2 separate regions of the Canis lupus genome follow, and region 1 is linked to region 2. Evidence: chromatin contacts called from public Hi-C data. All regions are on one chromosome and are shown on one strand. The core of a region is the stretch at or near the end of the contact, and the rest is flanking DNA. Distances in the headings are between cores, read along the strand shown.

The links. A called contact is a pair of places that touch in the nucleus more often than the background predicts.
Region 1: a Hi-C map of blood shows a contact between it and region 2, with 4 times the contacts expected there. The contact joins two enhancer-like sites. A contact is called at or near these places in 3 of 9 Hi-C or Micro-C datasets (amygdala, blood and skin fibroblasts).

Annotation. Positions count from the first base shown.
Region 1 is chr34:41,868,361-41,872,994 of UU_Cfam_GSD_1.0, reverse strand. No RefSeq gene overlaps it. Among named protein-coding and RNA genes, the nearest start is that of KCNMB2, 180 kb to the left of the region's middle. Within about 2 kb of position 1,559, at least 4 of the 20 cell types and tissues checked have an H3K27ac peak or open chromatin away from gene starts, as enhancers often do.
Region 2 is chr34:40,849,366-40,854,695 of UU_Cfam_GSD_1.0, reverse strand. It overlaps TBL1XR1 (F-box-like/WD repeat-containing protein TBL1XR1), which reads left to right. Exons shown (of 15, transcript XM_038583941.1): 4 at 2,070-2,292; 5 at 3,062-3,194; 6 at 3,745-3,886. Among named protein-coding and RNA genes, the nearest start is that of TBL1XR1, 140 kb to the left of the region's middle. Within about 2 kb of position 2,160, at least 3 of the 20 cell types and tissues checked have an H3K27ac peak or open chromatin away from gene starts, as enhancers often do.

The DNA.
Region 1 (4,634 bases), core at 310-2,809, 1.0 Mb before region 2:
TGATAAATGCTGGGACTTTGAATGAGCCCTTTAACCTTTCTGAGTTTTTCCCCTTGACTTTAAAATGGAGCTGATAACACGTACAGTGTTTTGGTGAGAACTGAGAGATAAATCACGAGGATGTGTGGACCCAAAATATGTTCCTAGTAACTGAAAACTCCAGTCTTATATTTGTCTTACCTAAAATCATGCTAATTCTTGAAAGAATAAAGGTCTACTTTTCTTCAGTGTCAATAGCAATTGACCTTTTTTTTTTTAAAGATTTTTAAAATTTATGTATTTGACAGAGAAAGAGAGAGAGAAAGAGAGAGGGAGCACAAGAAGGGGGAGGGAGAGGGAGAAGCAGACTCTCTGCTGGGCAGGGGTCTGGATTGGGCTCCATCCCAGGACCCTGGGTCATGACCTGAGCTGGAGGCAGACGCTCAAGGATGGAGCCACCCAGGTGCCCTGCAATAGACCTTTTTAAATATAATTAAGCCCATTGTTTTTTTATTAACATTCACTGGGCTTTGCTCTTCTTGAGTGAGTGCCTCTCAGCACTGGCTCACAGACGACATCCACCCCCTCTCATGTTCTTCATCAGGCAGCGTGTCCTTGTTTCTTTGAAAAACAACTTGTCAGGGGATGTAGGAGATGTGAGAAAGAAGTTACTGGGAAACTTTACAACTCTATTTTTGGCTTAAAGTAGTAAAACGGTCAACAATGATTTTTTGTCTACTTTGAAGGGCTTTCGCAGTTTCAACATTGTAATCTATCACTTTCTGAAATGTTTTCTGATATTGTTAAGCTTTAAAATTATGTCTATAAAAGTATTTTGAGCAACCAGTTCATCTGGAACCAGTGGGATGGCCACACGTGACGTATCTGTGCCCGCCAACCAGCCTCCGGGGCGGCAGTCCGGGAGCTAGAGGACAAGAGCGTTTTGTGGGGGACCTTAGAACTGGGAGCCTTTGTGACATGCAGGCCTCACTGCCCTTCAAGTGGTTTTCCCTGAGGTCGGCTGCTGGCTCTGCAGGGGAAGGGAGACGCTGGTTTCTCCTCTTCCCCATCATCGTTGTGTCCCATGTGCAGCAGGTTAGGCGGGGACAGAGCGGCCTGCCTGTGCCGCCGAGACTCCCTGGGAGGTGACGGTTTGCCTGGTGTCCTGGACGCCTTCACGGGGCTGCCTTCACCCGGTGGGGGGCGCTCTGGCTGGGTGTCTCCAAGGCGCGGGTGTCTGTGCACTGACGCTCCCGGTGACAGGGCCCTGCGTCCCTGTGGCGGGTGTGCAGTGCTCACAGCTGCAGCATTGGGCCGGGAGGCCAGCCCCACGTGGCGGGGGAGGCCCAGCAGGAGAGGACGCGGCCCAGCAGGACAGGACATGGACCTGAGCAGAGAGGATGCAGCCCTGCAGGAGAGGACGTGGTCCTGAGTGGAGAGGATGCAGCCCAGCAGGAGAGGATGTGGCCCTGAAGGACATGATGTGGCCCTGCCGAAGAGGACATGGCCTGTGTGGAGAGGACGCAGCCCTGCAGGACAGGACGTGGCCCTATGCGGAGAGGACATGGCCCTGCAGGAGAGGACGCAGCAGGCTGCTGAGGACAGGGCCGCTTGGGCCGGTACACACCTGAGCGGCGAGGTGGTGGGTGGCTCGGAGGGACAGAAGGCTGTGGACACATCTCTACTGTCCTGAGGGGCAGGGCCGGAGGCCGCGGGGTCTTCTCTTCAGCCTCCTTGGTGTGTTGCTCAGGTCCCTAGAGCTTACAGCGTCCCGAAGCGTTTTGTTGTCCTGTCTTTTCCACAAATACATCGTGTGCAGAAGTGGCTCCATTTTCTTCTGTGACTTTCTCCTACAACTTGTGGTTTGCTTGTTGGTGAGGTCACCGCGCATCAGGCAGCGTCGGGAGCGCGCGCTCGCTGCAGGTCAGGGCTGCTCCACGGCCCCGGCCCCGGGCGCTCGCTCGAGTGAGGCCACCTCCCCTGTCAACCACAAGGCCCTCGGTCCTGATGCACGAACACCTAGATGAGCACGTAGACGTTGGGCACCGATGGTTGGTTGTCTCTCGTGCGCTGTGGTGTCATGGTCCCATCACAAGGCCATCGCCCCTGCTCCTTCCAGAGTGAGCAGCAAAGGTGACAAAAATCCACTTCCTCAACTTTGCCGCTGATTCTCTGAAGGCGGCAGTGACGGGGGAGGTGACTGACCCCGGGCACGGGAAGAGCCTGGGGAGACACCTCTCTCTCTCTCTCTCTCTCTCTTTGCATCTCCCCGGGTTGAGCGCAGGTTGCTTGGAAGGGGGACAGGCATGGGATGGACAGCGCATCGGGCCAAGCCGCCTGGGCAGAGACAAGGCACAGTTGGCGGGAAGCTCTGAGGCCCTCCTGGCCCGGCCGCTCTCCGACGACACTGCCCTGGGGACGCCCACAATCCTAACAGCTCTCAGTCTCTCCTCCAGCCCGTGGAGACCAGGAGCCCACTTGTCCCCTTCCTGGGTCCCACAGTGTCCAGCAGGCATGGGTCTCACCGTGCTGTGCACAGGGTACTGCTTTCCCGCAGGCGAAGCACAGTCCCATGTCTGTCATGCTCAGTCCACCGGCGGGGGTCCCAGAGCCGCCCAGCAGCCCAGGCCCCCAGAGGCCGCAGCTCCGTCTGGGCCCTCTTCCCTTCAGTGACTCTGACGGTGGATGGAGGGGGCAGGTGGGTGACGGAGACTCTGGGGGCAGGTCGGCCCCTGGCCTCTGCTGGTGCACATCACCTGAAGAGAGCCACTGGGATTGGCCGTCAGGCCCTCCACTCTCTGCCTCCACAGCCAGGGCTTCCACTTCCAGAGCCAGGAACCCTGAAGGTCGGATAGTGGCCCAGTGAGGAACCTGGAAGGTCAGATGGTGGCTCAGTGAGGAACATGGACAGTCAGATAGTGGCCCAGTGAGGAACCTGGAAGGTCAGATGGTGGCTCAGTGAGGAACATGGACAGTCAGATAGTGGCCCAGTGAGGAACATGGACAGTCAGATGGTGGCCCATGAGGAACCTGGAAGGTCAGATGGTGGCCCAGTGAGGAACATGGACAGTCAGATAGTGGCCCAGTGAGGAACATGGACAGTCAGATGGTGGCCCATGAGGAACCTGGAAGGTCAGATGGTGGCCCAGTGAGGAACATGGACAGTCAGATGGTGGCCCAGTGAGGAACCTGGAAGGTCAGATGGTGGCTCAGTGAGGAACATGGACAGTCAGATAGTGGCCCAGTGAGGAACCTGGACAGTCAGATGGTGGCCCATGAGGAACCTGGAAGGTCAGATGGTGGCCCAGTGAGGAACATGGACAGTCAGATAGTGGTCCATGAGGAACCTGGAAGGTCGGATGGTGGCCCAGTGAGGAACCTGGAAGGTCATGGTGGCCCAGTGAGGAACCTGGACAGTCAGATGGTGGCCCAGTGAGGAACCTGGAAGGTCAGATGGTGGCCAAGTGAGGAACATGGACACTCAGATAGTGGCCCAGTGAGGAACATGGACAGTCAGATGGTGGCCCAGTGAAGAACCTGGAAGATCGGATGGTGGCCCAGTGAGGAACCTGGAAGGTCAGATAGTGGCCCAGTGAGGAACCTGGAAGGTCAGATGGTGGCCCAGTGAGAAACCTGGAAGGTCATGGTGGCTCAGTGAGGAACCTGGACAGTCAGATGGTGGCCCAGTGAGGAACCCGGAAGTTCCGATGGTGGCCCAGTGAGGAACCTGGAAGAGAACATTCACCTACAGCTGGAGCTCTCCTTACCCCATAGCCCTCCTGTCAGCGAGGAAGCCGGAGCTTGCGTGTGGGAAGGGAAATTACCTTGTGGGGTAGGAGTGCTCCTCGCTATCAGAACTCAGACCCCTCAGTGATGGATTCCCACGATGGCCTTTGCCTTCTGTGAAGCAAACATGAAGCAGACTGTGTGGGGCTGCTTGCGGTGCACACCTTTCTCCTTGATGAGTCATTAGATCGCGGCGCAGTGACACAAGCACGTGCTACCAGGAGTAGCCCAAGGGCCCCAGAGCACAGAAGGCCTCCCTGGATGAACAGCTCCTTCACATCGGTCATAAGATGCCGCCATGGGTCATTAACCCTATTCCAGGGTGTGCAATGACCCAGCGAGGTAAACGTCTCACTAGCGCTAATGCTTCTTTTCTTAAGTTCTGTGAAAGCACAGATGACAGCATCTAAGTCCTCCCTGTCCCCTCATGTCTCTCTTGCCCACCCCTGAGACCGTTCGGCCTATACGGGTCCTTCCACGTCGCCCAAGTGACTGGTCGTCCCACCCGCGTGTCCGGGCGGGAGGGGGAGGGATCGAGCTGATTACCTCTTAACTTCAGCCTAAATTAAACAGATTTCCGTACCGCTTTAAAATTCATAGTTCTTCCTTATGCATCCCCCTGGGTTTCCATGCTCTCTCTATAAAAAGGCAATGTGACAAATTCCTTTGCCAAGGCTTAGATGTTGGGAACTCAGAGTTTTTATTTAATCACGGTGCTGAGTTCCTGTCTGGCCTTGGATATGCTATTTTACATTTCAAATATTCCATCTGTAAAGGCAAAATGATATTTCTTCCCCATCTCACAAGAAGTTAGAAGATGATCCGTTGCTTAGTGTTTTAAAGAGATCCGGAGACACTGGGTGCGAAAT
Region 2 (5,330 bases), core at 911-3,410:
TGTCTCTTCATTCATTATCCGGCTTCAGCTTCCCTAGGTTGACAAAGTTGAAGGGTGGCGTTCCTGGTGTCCCAGTCAGGGTGAACAGGCAAGGCCTGCTGGCTCCCAGCTGCACGAACCTTTGGTTCTCATTTATTTCCCTTTCTATGGTTTTATAAGTAACTAATAAGAAACCGTTCTCTTTAAAACAACAGTGTGCTGTGGAACACGGAGACCGTAATTGGCAGTCTGAAAAATCCCAAAACCTCAGGTTATTTGGTTATACCTGATTTTGGAAGGCAGGTTATGATTAAAGCCAACTCTTGATGCTTTTGCCTATACAATTCCAGTGCCGGCCAGCGATGACCCATGAGCCAAATCCTGCCTGCTTGCCCGTTGCTGGATTGGAACCCAGCCACGCTCCTTCATTTATGTACTGTCTCGGCTACTTGTGTGCTACAGTGGCAGTATTGAATGGTTGTGACAGAGACCTTATGCTCCGCAGAGCCTTAGATATTTACTGTTTGGCCTTTCACAGAAAAAGTTTGCAAACCTTGGTCTAGCTGAAAATTTTCATAAGTGATCAAGATTTATAATACGTGGAGCTCTTTATTTTCATTTCAGAGCTTAACATGTTCCCCTTTACTTTAGCAAGTTTTTTTTTTTTTTAAATAAACCTCCTTGGTTTCTATACCAGTATTTATTATTATAATTATGTAGTACTCTAATTCTGATTTCATTATTTTTGAGTTTCTTCATCTCCAAAACTGAAAAATCCACTAATATTAAATTAAATGTGTCCTCATTGACTTTTAGTGTTTTCTGTCCCAGATTATCCTTTATCACAGGGGGTGAGAAACAGTCTCCACCAGTGGCCAGAGTTAAAGTCTCATGGTATCTGAAAAATACATATTTTGTAGATTTAATGTAGTACTCTACGGTGTATCTGTGTTGGCATTAAATAAATTACTTAAATTCTCCAGCTCCTCAAATACTCCATTGCAGCTGACAGCTCAGAAAGATGCGCGGTGTTGTTGTAGCTCAGAGCAACCCCCTCACTGCCCTGTAGGTAGGTCTTGGGTTAGTGCACCTTGAGCAGCCTGAGTGAGTTGGGCCTTACATGTGCATTGTCCCAGTTTCTGTTTCTGACTTGTTCTGTCTCCATGTGGCCACTGGAGAACTTTTTATTAACTTGTAGCCTCCTGATATCAATGGGAGGAGCTTTGTAAACTTACAGCAATGCCATAAAATTAAAGAGCACCCGTCTCAGAGTGAGGGTGGTACTTCTCGAATGTTCGTGTGCTAGAACTACCCGAGAGGGCTTGTGAAAGCAGGGATTCCCGAGCCCCTCAGAGATTTCGACTCTGTAGGTTTGACTGTCCGTTTCTAACAGACTACAGGTGCGGTGGCCGTGCTGGTGGTCCTCAGGTCACCGAGGAAGAGCGCCAGCTAGGAGTGCCCGGCGCCTGGCCTGGCCCTGGGACTTCCGCACATCTGCCTCTAAACCTTAGTGCTCCCATCTCGTCGTTAGGAGAATGAGACGATCAGATGGCCGAGCATCTGACGACTGTTTCTTGTTTTGATATTGAATCAAATTACGAGAAATTTTTTAGTCCTTTTTTTTATTAAGATTTTATTTATTTATTCATGAGAGAGACAGGCAGAGGGAGAAGCAGGCTGCTCGAGAGGAGCCCAATGCGGAACTGGATCCTGGGACCCCCCCGGGGTCACGCCCTGAGCTAAAGGCAGACGCTCAGCCCCTGAGCCACCCAGATGCACCAAGTCCTCTTAAAGCTATTTTAAAAGTTTTTTGTTGTAAAGAAGTGTTTATCCTAATGTGGCCCCAAGCCTCTCTTCCCGTTGCATGAACTCCTTAGTGTTGTTCATTGCTTTTCCCCGACGGAATTTTGGGATCTAATTAATAAACTTCTTATCACCTGGGCCCACTTTTCACTATTCCTTTCAATATTTCGGCTTTATCCTCACCAGTATGAACTAGGTGGGAAGGAGAATTTCAGCAGCTCCTTGCCGTTGCTTCACCCTAAGTATGTCTCTTTCGTGTTTTCTGCCTCAAAATTCTCCATCTCCAGGATGGTACCTTGTTCGATGGTCGGCCAATAGAGTCTCTGTCGCTGATAGACGCCGTAATGCCTGATGTGGTGCAGACCAGACAGCAAGCTTACAGGGATAAGCTCGCACAGCAGCAGGCCGCAGCTGCCGCCACCTCCACAGCCGCCACAAACCAACAGGGGTCTGCAAAAAATGGAGAAAACACAGCAAATGGGGAGGAGAACGGAGCACATACTATAGCAAGTGAGCTGAAATAAGAATTTCTAAAAATTCCTTTGCAGGAAAAGTATTTTGCTTTGTGTAGATGTGTCATCTTCTAAACTGAAGTAACATCGTCTGTTTCATTTATGCCAACTTGTTCCCTTAACTTGTATCACAATTCAGATTTTTATTCCTGAAGCTCCAAAAAGCTAGATTTACTTTCATGGATTTTATTTTCTTCTTTAAATATTTAGAAACCATTTTCTACTATAAGATAAATTTTGTTGTTTGCTCTTGACTTTGAAAGAAAATTTGTAATACTAGTCATTAACCCAGTAAAGCTCTGACATGGAGATAGGAAGGCAACTCTCATGTTATATGAATGATATCAGCAACCCCTACTGGCAGAAATTCAGAATAGTGTTGGCATGGACTATATTTAATTCAGATCATTTTATCATTTTAGCCTTGTTTGGCTCTAACCTTTTTGCAGTCTTTCTCACTGCCTCCTCATCACCCCAAACACACACACACACACACACACATACACACACACACACACACACATCTTTTTAAAAATAGTAGGGTCAGACGTAACTAAAGATAGGAATTTATTTCTCGTGTGACAAGTGCTGTATAATTATTTTTGCCATTACCTGACATAGTTTTTTGGTTTTTGGTTTTTGTTTTTTGTTTTTTTACATTATATGTTACAAGGGAGGTATAAAATGCTGGTTAAGAATTATTTTCCCCCCTCAGGGCGTTATAATAATACCTAACCGGAATTTTCCACTTGATTCTCATGACACAGATAATCATACTGATATGATGGAAGTGGACGGGGATGTTGAAATCCCTCCTAATAAAGCAGTTGTGTTACGGGGCCATGAATCCGAAGTTTTCATCTGTGCCTGGAACCCCGTTAGTGATCTCTTGGCATCGGGGTATGTTTCTTAATGTGAGACTTAAATATCCTACTGAACGAGTACACATTTTATAAAAGCATTACTGACATGTTTTTGTTGCTTCTTTGTGGTCCTTTTGTCTCTGTAAATCTTTATTTCTTCATAACTTAATCTTAAGTTATTTTTTGAAAAGGTATACTTATTTGAGAGAGAATGCGCACACACAAGCAGGAGGGGGAGAGGGAGAGGGAGAGGGAGAGAATCTCAAGCAGCCCCCACACTGAGTACAGAGCCCGACTTGGGGCTGGGTCTCAGGACCTGTGAGATCATGACCTGAGCCAGAAGGAAGAGTCAGTTGCTCAACCAACTGTGCCCTCCAGGTGCCCCCATAATCTTAGAAGTTTTAATTAAGCTTCTTCAAAAGTGCTGAGGGCCCCCAAAATGGAGACTAAGGAATATAGTGGAAATGGAAACCCCAGAGAGTCTAGTTTTTATTTGCCTTATTAATAATAGTATGTAAATATGTTGCTTTGATTCTGGGATACTTGAGAATATCATGACAATTTAAAATATATTGCATACTTTCTAGGTCTGGAGACTCAACAGCAAGAATATGGAATCTTAGTGAAAATAGCACTAGTGGCTCCACACAATTAGTACTTAGACATTGTATACGGGAAGGAGGGCAAGATGTCCCAAGCAACAAGGATGTGACATCCCTAGATTGGAATGTGAGTATCACTGTATTATCCGTGATGACTACAGTTCCTAATCTACTTAACATCTCTGAACCTCAGACTAATAGCAGCGTTTGTCCATTTGTTCAGATATTTTTGAATTTCACTAATAAGAACGACAACCTAGGACTCCCCGTTCTCAAATATGCTATTAAATCAAAGGCTGGCCCTCCAGCAGTCAGACCTAGGTTCGACTTGCAGCTCTGCAGTTGATCTTGCAGCAGAACCTTTGTCACACTGGTGGTTGCCCCTCTGCACTTCATGCTCCTCAAATGTTAGGTAGAGGTGTGGTAATGGTAGTACATAAATGGGGTGATAGATGAAAATCAACAACTGGCACACACTAAGTCCTTAACTGCGAAGTCCTTTGCTAGGGGTAAGAGAAATTTGCAAAATAAAAGCATGTTCTTGTTTTTCTCATTTTGCTCAGAACTGCTGAAGACTTCATTGCCGACTGCCTTTTAGGGACCATTAGTCTAGGCTCTGCTGTAGCTGTGGGAATCTTACAGTTAGCTGATCCTCTATGTCATTCCACATCTTTCAGAGATACCTTTAGTGCTCTGACTCACCAGAAAGTTTGAGCTCCTCGTTGACAAAGCTTCACCCGTCGGTTTCAAGTACATGATAACCAGCTCTGTTTGTTTCCATTTCCAACTATGATTGATTTGTGGAAAATTAGCATTTTTAAAGTTCCTGTATATTTTCCTTTATTCCATGTTGCCTTCTTTCCTTCCTTGTGACTTTGCATCCATTTTTTACCTGTCTTCCCAAGCCTAAGAAACATCTTAGACAATTTTAGTATTCTTGAGCATTTCATGGGGTTCGTGGTTCTTTCTTCAGCAAACAAACACCCTTTCCTCCTCCAGCCCCTGTCCAACAACTTTTGTGCGACTTTCCAAAGGATCTTCCAAATCCAAATCTCATTCCAATGAATGAGGTCTTTTTTTAAAAACGGTTTCTCCAGCAGAAGTTCTCAGTTCTTATGAAATTTTTCTAAAACAAATTCCTGTAGGGTCAGGACTAAGAATTATCTTCTCAACATAGGACCTTATTCTATCTTAAGTCAAAGGCCTTATTGCCCTCATATACTGTTTGGCTCAGAAACCATTTATTTTAACTTAATGAAATTTACAGGTTACCGTGAAAAGGATGGTTAACAAATGTTTGTTGAGCTTGGTGATTCTGAACTGCAAGTTATAGTTTGTGGAAGTGTGGACTTTTCAAACATATTATTCACTGTGAATTTGAATCTTCCACCAACGGGAAAACATTATCCTTGATGAATGGTTCTTTTCCATGACTAATGCAAGAGCCTGTGAGATACGCTATCTTTAAAGTATTCTTTTCCTACTGTGGTGGTCCATGAACTAAGACATCCGGGGGCCAGGAGTTTTAAGGAAGCTTCCCATCGTGCAGAGTCTAGAAGTTGGCTTTTGCT